Regions from separate parts of the Triticum aestivum genome. Here region 2 is linked to region 1. A link is a contact called in public Hi-C data. All regions are on one chromosome and are shown on one strand. The core of a region is the stretch at or near the end of the contact, and the rest is flanking DNA. Distances in the headings are between cores, read along the strand shown. Region 1 holds the start of LOC123164738 (type II inositol polyphosphate 5-phosphatase 15). Region 2 has its middle 18 kb from the start of LOC123165963.

The links. Hi-C and Micro-C count contacts between places; a contact is called where the count stands out from the background.
Region 2: a Hi-C map of leaf shows a contact between it and region 1, with 2.4 times the contacts expected there. The contact joins the enhancer-like site here to the promoter of LOC123164738 in region 1. A contact is called at or near these places in 1 of 5 Hi-C or Micro-C datasets (leaf) and 1 of 1 datasets of contacts at active chromatin or transcription factors (leaf).

The regions. Positions count from the first base shown.
Region 1 is chr7D:232,598,664-232,602,276 of IWGSC CS RefSeq v2.1, reverse strand. LOC123164738 (type II inositol polyphosphate 5-phosphatase 15) reads right to left here and starts at 1,946. Exons shown (of 11, transcript XM_044582285.1): 1 at 815-1,946. The coding sequence starts at 1,658.
Region 2 is chr7D:232,869,492-232,873,407 of IWGSC CS RefSeq v2.1, reverse strand. No RefSeq gene overlaps it. Among protein-coding and RNA genes, the nearest start is that of LOC123165963, 18 kb to the left of the region's middle. Within about 2 kb of position 1,932, at least 7 of the 8 cell types and tissues checked have an H3K27ac peak or open chromatin away from gene starts, as enhancers often do. A contact at or near this core is called in leaf, where this site is marked.

The DNA of each region.
Region 1 (3,613 bases), core at 697-3,196:
GATGTGAAATAAACTGCATAACTGAACTAATAATACTAAAATATTCCCTATATATATAGGTTTCAGAGTAGTCAATCAAGAGTCATATCCCTCACAACAAAAATCAAGAAACATATGGATCTACAGTTAACGAATACTGACTTAGCTTATTGGAATCAGTTATTTAGGAGAGAGCTGAACATTCACAAGCTAGTTCTTTTCAGAAGATGGACGAGGAACTGGAGGGTAAATGAGTGAGTGACTGGGTGAAATTCTTCGCTTTCAGTTGTAATAAAGGCTTACTTTCGTCAGCTTAATTCTGTTATCTATTCACTGGTTTTCTCAGGTTGTAGCAAGAGCGAGGCACTAGGTGCGCCTTAACCAGGCTGTGATATCAAGCTTGCTTTAATTTTCTGTAAATAATCTGGTTGATGATTAACATCAACGTGGTTGTACATGCTTGTTCCATTATTATGACAAAAAAATATAGAACCAGGATGTCCATCAGTATGGGAAAAAAGCTATTTTTATTCTTTAGAAAGGCTAACTCTACCGTCCAAAACTTCTCCAGCCTAAAGTAAAAAAGGTGTAAATGTGCCAAAAGCGCTATTGCCAAGTTAGCACTTGCCAATGATGTAAAATTAGGTAATCTTAGCATTTCGCGGTGACTTAAAATCGGCTAAATTGAACATTTCCAGTTATCATCGCGCCTTTCAGCAGAGTGCCATTGCCGGATTATCCTCATAGCTCATATCCAGTATACAATTTGCCTTTCCTCGAAGCAGTCAATGAAAACCAAAATTGCTAGGGGTGATCAAGGAAGCGAGCTTCTCACCGTATGATGTGACAACCATGGAGAGCACCGGGGTGCGGCTGTGCGCCTGCCACGACAGGGCCTCCTTGAACATGGGCGCATTCTCGCCACCGTCTGCTGCAGCTGCCGGCGTCGTGGCGAGGTCCATGCGCCACGACCGGATCCTCCCGTCCTTGTGGCCCGTCCACACGAGCTTGTTCGCGCTGTCCAGCGCGACGCAGAGCGCTGGCGGCGCGGGCACGGATTCCGTGAACGGCGCGGTCTCCTCGTCTCCCCGGCGCGCCCCCACGACGCTCCCGGCGAACAGCTCGTCGAGGCCCCACACCCGGACCCCGGACTCGGCCCCTGTCCACAGCTGGCGAAGCTGCGGCTCGCACGCGAGCGTCCGCAGGAAGGAGCACACCTGCGTCTCCCGCGGCGGGTGGGGCCGCACCTCGAGCGCCGGCGGGCGGCCAGGGTGCATGGCCGCGCGCAGCGGCACGCGGAAGATGCCCTCGCCCCCGCCCGCGCCGACGAACTCCGGCAGCGCACCCCTGCCGCCCGCGCCCCCGTGCTCCGACGTCGCCACAGCCCGCTCCAGCGTCACCGCGCCGCCGCCGCCGAAGGAGGCGGCGTGTAAGTACACCGACTCGCCGCCGCGGCTGTGGTGGTGGTGAGGCGGGAGCTGGTGGGGACACGACACGCTGCGCGCGGGGTCGTGGCGGTGCGCCGAGGCGGAGGCGATGGGTTCGTCATCGAGGCTGTGCGAGCTGAGCGCGGCGTGGCGCGCGTACGCCGCCTGCGCCACCGCGTCCCGCGCGAGCGGCTGGCTGTAGGATATCCCCTTGCGCTGCGGCGCCCGCCCCCGCTCGTCGTCGGGCTCCATGACGCCTCGGCCTCGCGTCCTGGTCCGGCCGGCGGCGATTCGAGCTCGGGCGCGCCCGTGAGGCGGAGACGGCGGGAGAGGAGAGGCGACGGAAACAGGAGCGGAAGAGGGAGGCCGCGCCGCGCCGTGGAGGCAAGGGAACTCCGGAGGGGAGCTGGTGTGACAGTGTGCGGGAAGGCTGTTTGTTTCTGGTTATATGGGTGGATGCCTCGTGGACCGGGACCATGGGGAGGCACCGGCCGTGGCAGTGGGAAAGTGGGGGGCGTGGGGAAGCTCCTCGCCGTGATGTTGGAAGCGGCCCGAAGAGGGAGGTTGGTGCTGCCCGGGATCGCTGCCCTGAAAGCTACGGCTTTCCCAAATGGATCAGGGTCAACTGTGTTGGGAAACGAGAATTCTTGCAGGGGATTGACAAATTGTTTTGGTGTGCAACTGATGACAGCCGTTCGTTTACTGTAGCTATATTCGCTCCTCGGCCTGCAGATAATGCTTTATTTTTCCTTTTCAACTTGATAATGCTCACGTTTGCTCAAAGAAAACGTTTATTGCATGAAAAACTAAAATCACAGCTTTTTATACATTGAAATGCCTGGATAACTAGGAAAAGCAAGACGAAAACAAGACTATAATCAAAGATGAAACAGTGTTTCCGTGAAGGCAAAATCTAGCCGAAAATGTTCGGTTATTAGTCTTAAAGGATTTAGTGCCCACTTTCCACCTCTGTCATTCGGAGGAGATGGCTGGTGGGAGGAGGGCGACAAAGGGTTAATTCAAACCCTACATGGACAAATGCTTGATCGAGGCATGACGTTGCCTAGGCTTGAGCTTGATGCTGTTGGTGGCTACAACAGATTGACGAGTTCCAGGAGGAGGAGATGGTGACTATGGTGATAAGCGATGCATGCTTAAAGTATACATAATTTTTTAAATTTAAATGTCATCATCTTATAACTTTGAGTCCTTTATATTTATTTGTACTGTCGTATTTATAAAAACATTCAATGTTTGTTTATGTGTTTAGCGTTTAATTCCTCGAGGCAAACAAATAAAAATTTAGAAAAAAGTACGAGGGTGATTTATGAACCCAATATAAAGCCACATGACCTAGAGTTCGTTGGGGGGGGCATAAACCCCTGATAACCCACAAGTATAGGGGATCGCAACAGTTTTCCAGGGTAGAATATTCAATCCAAATTTATTAATTCGACACAAGGGGAGCCAAAGAATATTCACAAATATTAGTAGTTGAGTTGTCAATTCAACTACACCTGAAAGACTTAATATCTGCAGCAAGGTGATCAGTAGCAAAGTAGTATGATAGTTTGATAGTAACGGTAATGGTAGCAATAGAAATAGTAGCAATTTTATAGTGGTTGTAACAGTAGCAACGACGAAACTAACTTAGCAAAGATTAATGCATGAAAAGCGTAGCCATTGGATCAGTGATGGATAATTGCGTTGGAAAATATTCACCATGTAGCAGTTATAACCTAGAGCAACACAAAACTAACTCCAATTCATCAATATAATGTAGGCATGTATTCCGTATATAGTCATACGTGCTTATGGAAAAAAAACTTGCATGACATCTTTTGTCCTAACCTCCCGTGGCAGCGGGGTCTGTAAGGAAACTAAGGGATATTAAGGCATCCTTTTAATAGAGAACCGAAACAAAGCATTATCACTTAGTGAATACATGAACTCCTCAAACTACAGTAATCACCGAAAAGAATCTCAATTATTGTCACCTTGGGGTATGCAAATCATAACACGTAATAGCTGCATATAACTTACAAGATAGGATCAAGAGCACACATATATTTATGAAAACAAAATCGGTTCAGATCTGGAATCATGGCACTCGGGCCCTAGTGACAAGCACTAAGCATAGCAAAGTCATAGCAATATCAATCTCAGAACATAGTTGATATTAGGGATCAAGCCTTAACAAAAATAAC
Region 2 (3,916 bases), core at 683-3,182, 270 kb before region 1:
GGGCTTTTATTTTTTTAGTTTCTTCTTCTTTTTTCTTGGCTATGTGCATCCGTAATTCCATAAGGGTATTGTGTTGTTGCAGAGACAGTGTGTTATTGGTATTTTCACGATATTAATATATTCTCTTTGTTAAAAAAAATCCGACTTTTTTAATGTTGAGTATCCTCATCTAGAAATGCATGAAAAGCTTATAATGAAATTATTATTAGCTTAGGGACAAACTAATAGCACAAAACAGATGCACATATTAGTGGGCTCCAATATCTATTGTAGATTAATTATTTTTCTTGAGGATTTGCAAACTTACTTTCCTGAAGGAGGGAGGCGTGCCGAAGTTTGGTATGCGTCCTGACTCCTTAACGGAGAAGACAGCAAAAGAAACCGCAACAGGCCAGTAGAATAATGGTAATGGGCCTGCTCCATTTGCCGGCTAGACACGCCTGCGTTGGATTTGGGCCAAATATCTAAGTATGTCAAGCCAGCCAGAGACAAAAACGTCCCTAAAAAAAGCCAGAGACAAAAACGAGCAAGTGGGTGCAGGAGAAACTGAAAAGTTTTTTTTTAAAGAAAACTTAGCCGTGCTGCAAAAGATTAATTGAATTTCACACTTGGTTGGATTCTCATCGAGTAGTTGCTAACTTGCTAAGCTAAGTGTGACCACAGTTATTTCTGCTAAGCTAAGTTCCCATCTGTTCTGTCTGCTGCGGCGCCGGCCGACTACCAGTACGAATCCGTGACCACTCGTACACATTGCAACCTCTTTGATGTGTTCGGCGTTATTTTGTTTGACTTTGACCGGTGAGTGAGAGTGAACGTCAACCGTCAGCGGACAAGATCTCGTGGACACGGACGTTTAGTTCAGGCTTGACTCACAAGTCACACACTGTGTAACTGAGACCCCGTGTTCCAAGCCTGAATACTGGCACTTCACACACGTTCGTTGAAATGGAATACCTACCGGAGCTCATAAATTAGGCGGGAGAAGCTTTGATTGGGTCAGATCAGTTGACCTGTTGCAAACTTTTCTTCGAACGCCCGAACATTTCCACAAGAGTAGACTTCTTGGTTTATATAAGCATGACCAAATCGGGCAGAGTACGGTCGCAGCTACGGCCAGGAAATCCACGCACGACAGCACGTAACGTTTGTGTCAATGGCTGTACAGCACGTCGCAACTGCTGGCTTCAGACTTTTTTTTTTTTTTGCGAATTGGCTTCAGACTTCAGTGTAGTGAAATTCTTCGCAAGATAAGAGATCTTTCTTTGGAATTTGTAGCCTGTGATTTGTAAACGTTCCTTGCACCCCGCTGTGCACGGGACGATCCATACTACCAGAAGAATTGTGCCACCGCTACCAAGTATACAAACCATTTTATTTTTAGATGAAAAGGAGCTCAAGTATACTACTCCCTCCGTTCCTAAATATTTGTCTTTCTAGAGATTTTAACAAGTGACTGCATACGGAGCAACATGAGTGAATCTACGCTCCAAAACATGTCTATATACATCCGAATGTGGTAGTCCATTTGAAATCTCTAAAAGACAAATATTTAAGAACGGAGGGAGTATTTCTTTACGGATGTGATAACTGATAACTATACTAAAGTGGAATTCGTAATTTCTTTACGGATGATGTATACACCGCTTTTCCTCCCATTTCGATCACAGCTTTGCCTTTCTGCCTGGCCTCCTTTTGTCGCCCCGAAAAAAAAAACAAGGTGCAGCGCACCCACGTAATGCGGCCGTCACGGTGGCGTCATGGGACCCATCGCCTCGCTGTCGACCACAAAGGAGGAGAGCACGGGCCACACACACGGCGACAGCGACGGGTCTTTTATCTTTTTTCTGGACTGACGGAATAATCCATATGCGCATCGTCGCCACGCGCCAAATTTCGCCGTCGTCGTCGCCGCGCCCATTCGTCGCTTTTCCTCCGTATCCCGCGTCCTGTAGCTAGCAGCCGCACCTACCTCGCTTGTGCCGTCGCATGGACATGGACTACCCCTGACCGTGAAACTCGCGTCGGCGTTAATCCAGCGGCGAGGACGACGCAAGCGAAATTAATCTCCGGTCCAAGCAGACGGGTAAGTCACGACACGGACTATAGCGGTGTGAACAGGGGAATGGCCGGCCCATGTGAATCTAGACGCCGCGACGGCAACGTCCATGCCATGCCATGCACACGACAGAACCGGACGAGAGGAGCCATTTTCAATGCGTAAATCCTCTACTCGCTTCTATACTACTCCCTCTATCCCAGAATATAAGAATGTTTTTGACACTATACTAGTGTTAAAAAGTTCTTATATTTTGAGACGGAGGGAGTAATAAATATAAGTTCGCCTAGATATTTTAATTTAGACTAATACATATGAAGCAAAATGGGTGAATCACGCTTTAAAATCCGTCTATATGCAACCACATCTAGTCCGCATTGAAATCTCTAACAAAAAGTTATGTTTAGAAATATGAGTAATATGCATGTGTGTGAAGCGTCCTATTCCGACGAATCTCACACCTTTTTTCATTGTAAAGTCATCCTCAACGGTAATCTGCAAATTTCCTCCCGCATCCGTCTGCGGACAGGGCGGCCAGTCTACGGACACAGATGCGGGAGCCGCATCCAACGCTGCTCGCGTACATTTCAAACACTTTGGCAACAAATCAGATGAAATTTGTACAACACGATGGATTTTATACATGCAAGACAACAATCATGCAAACACTGTGGATTTTCGTTAGATTTCCAACATTTAGAACATAAAAAAACCGCTCCGACCCGACCCTAAACCTATCCTACAACAGCGGCCGACGTCCAACCCCATGTCGTCCTCCATCCGCCATCTCCATGGCCACCGGTGTTAAGACCGATGAACTGAAGCTCGCTCTCCGGCGAGAAAGTGTAGAGCACAGGAGGCGGGCCGACCCACATGGGACATAAGGCCCTGCCGCCTCCCGTGCCTACTCATCCTCGGAGGAGTCTGCGCCTTGTCCGTCGTAGGTGGATGTGAGGTTGATACGTCTCCATCGTATCTACTTTTCCAAACACTTTTTCCCTTGTTTTGGACTCTGACTTGCATGATTTGAATGGAACTAACCCGGACTGACGCTGTTTTCAGCAGAATTGCCATGGTGTTATTTTTGTGCAGAAATAAAAAGTTCTCGGAATGACCTGAAACTTCACGGAGAATTGGAATTAATAAAAAATACTGGCAAAAGAATCAACACCAGGGGCCCACACCCTGTCCACGAGGGCGAAATAAAGTTCTTTTCCATAAGCACGTATGACTATATTCGGAATACATGCCTACATTACATTGATGAATTGAAGCTAGTTCTGTGTCACCCTATGTTATAACTGTTGCATGAGGAATCGCATCCGACATAATTATCCATCACTGATCCAATGCCTACGAGCTTTTCACATATTGATCTTTGCTTAGTTACTTTGTCGTTGCCACTGTTACAATTACTACAAAACTGTTACTGTTACTTTTGCCACCGTTACCGTTAATTCCATACTACTTTGCTACTAAATACTTTGCTGCAGATATTAAGTCTTCCAGGTGTGGTTGAATTGACAACTCAGCTGCTAATACTTGAGAATATTCTTTGGCTCCCCTTGTGTCTAATCAATAAATTTGGGTTGAATACTCTACCCTCGAAAACTGTTGCGATCCCCTATACTTGTGGGTTATCAAGTCTATTTTCTAGTGCCGTTGCCGGGGAGCATAGCTCTATTCTTTGAGTCACTTGGGATTTATATCTACTGGTCACTATGAGGAACTTGAAAGACGAAAAAACCAAGATTTATCCCTCAACTACGAGGGGAGGTAAGAGTTTGCCATCTAGCTCTGCACTTGTTTCACCTTCTGTTATGAGTAAATTTGCGACACCTACACCTGCTATTGATTCTG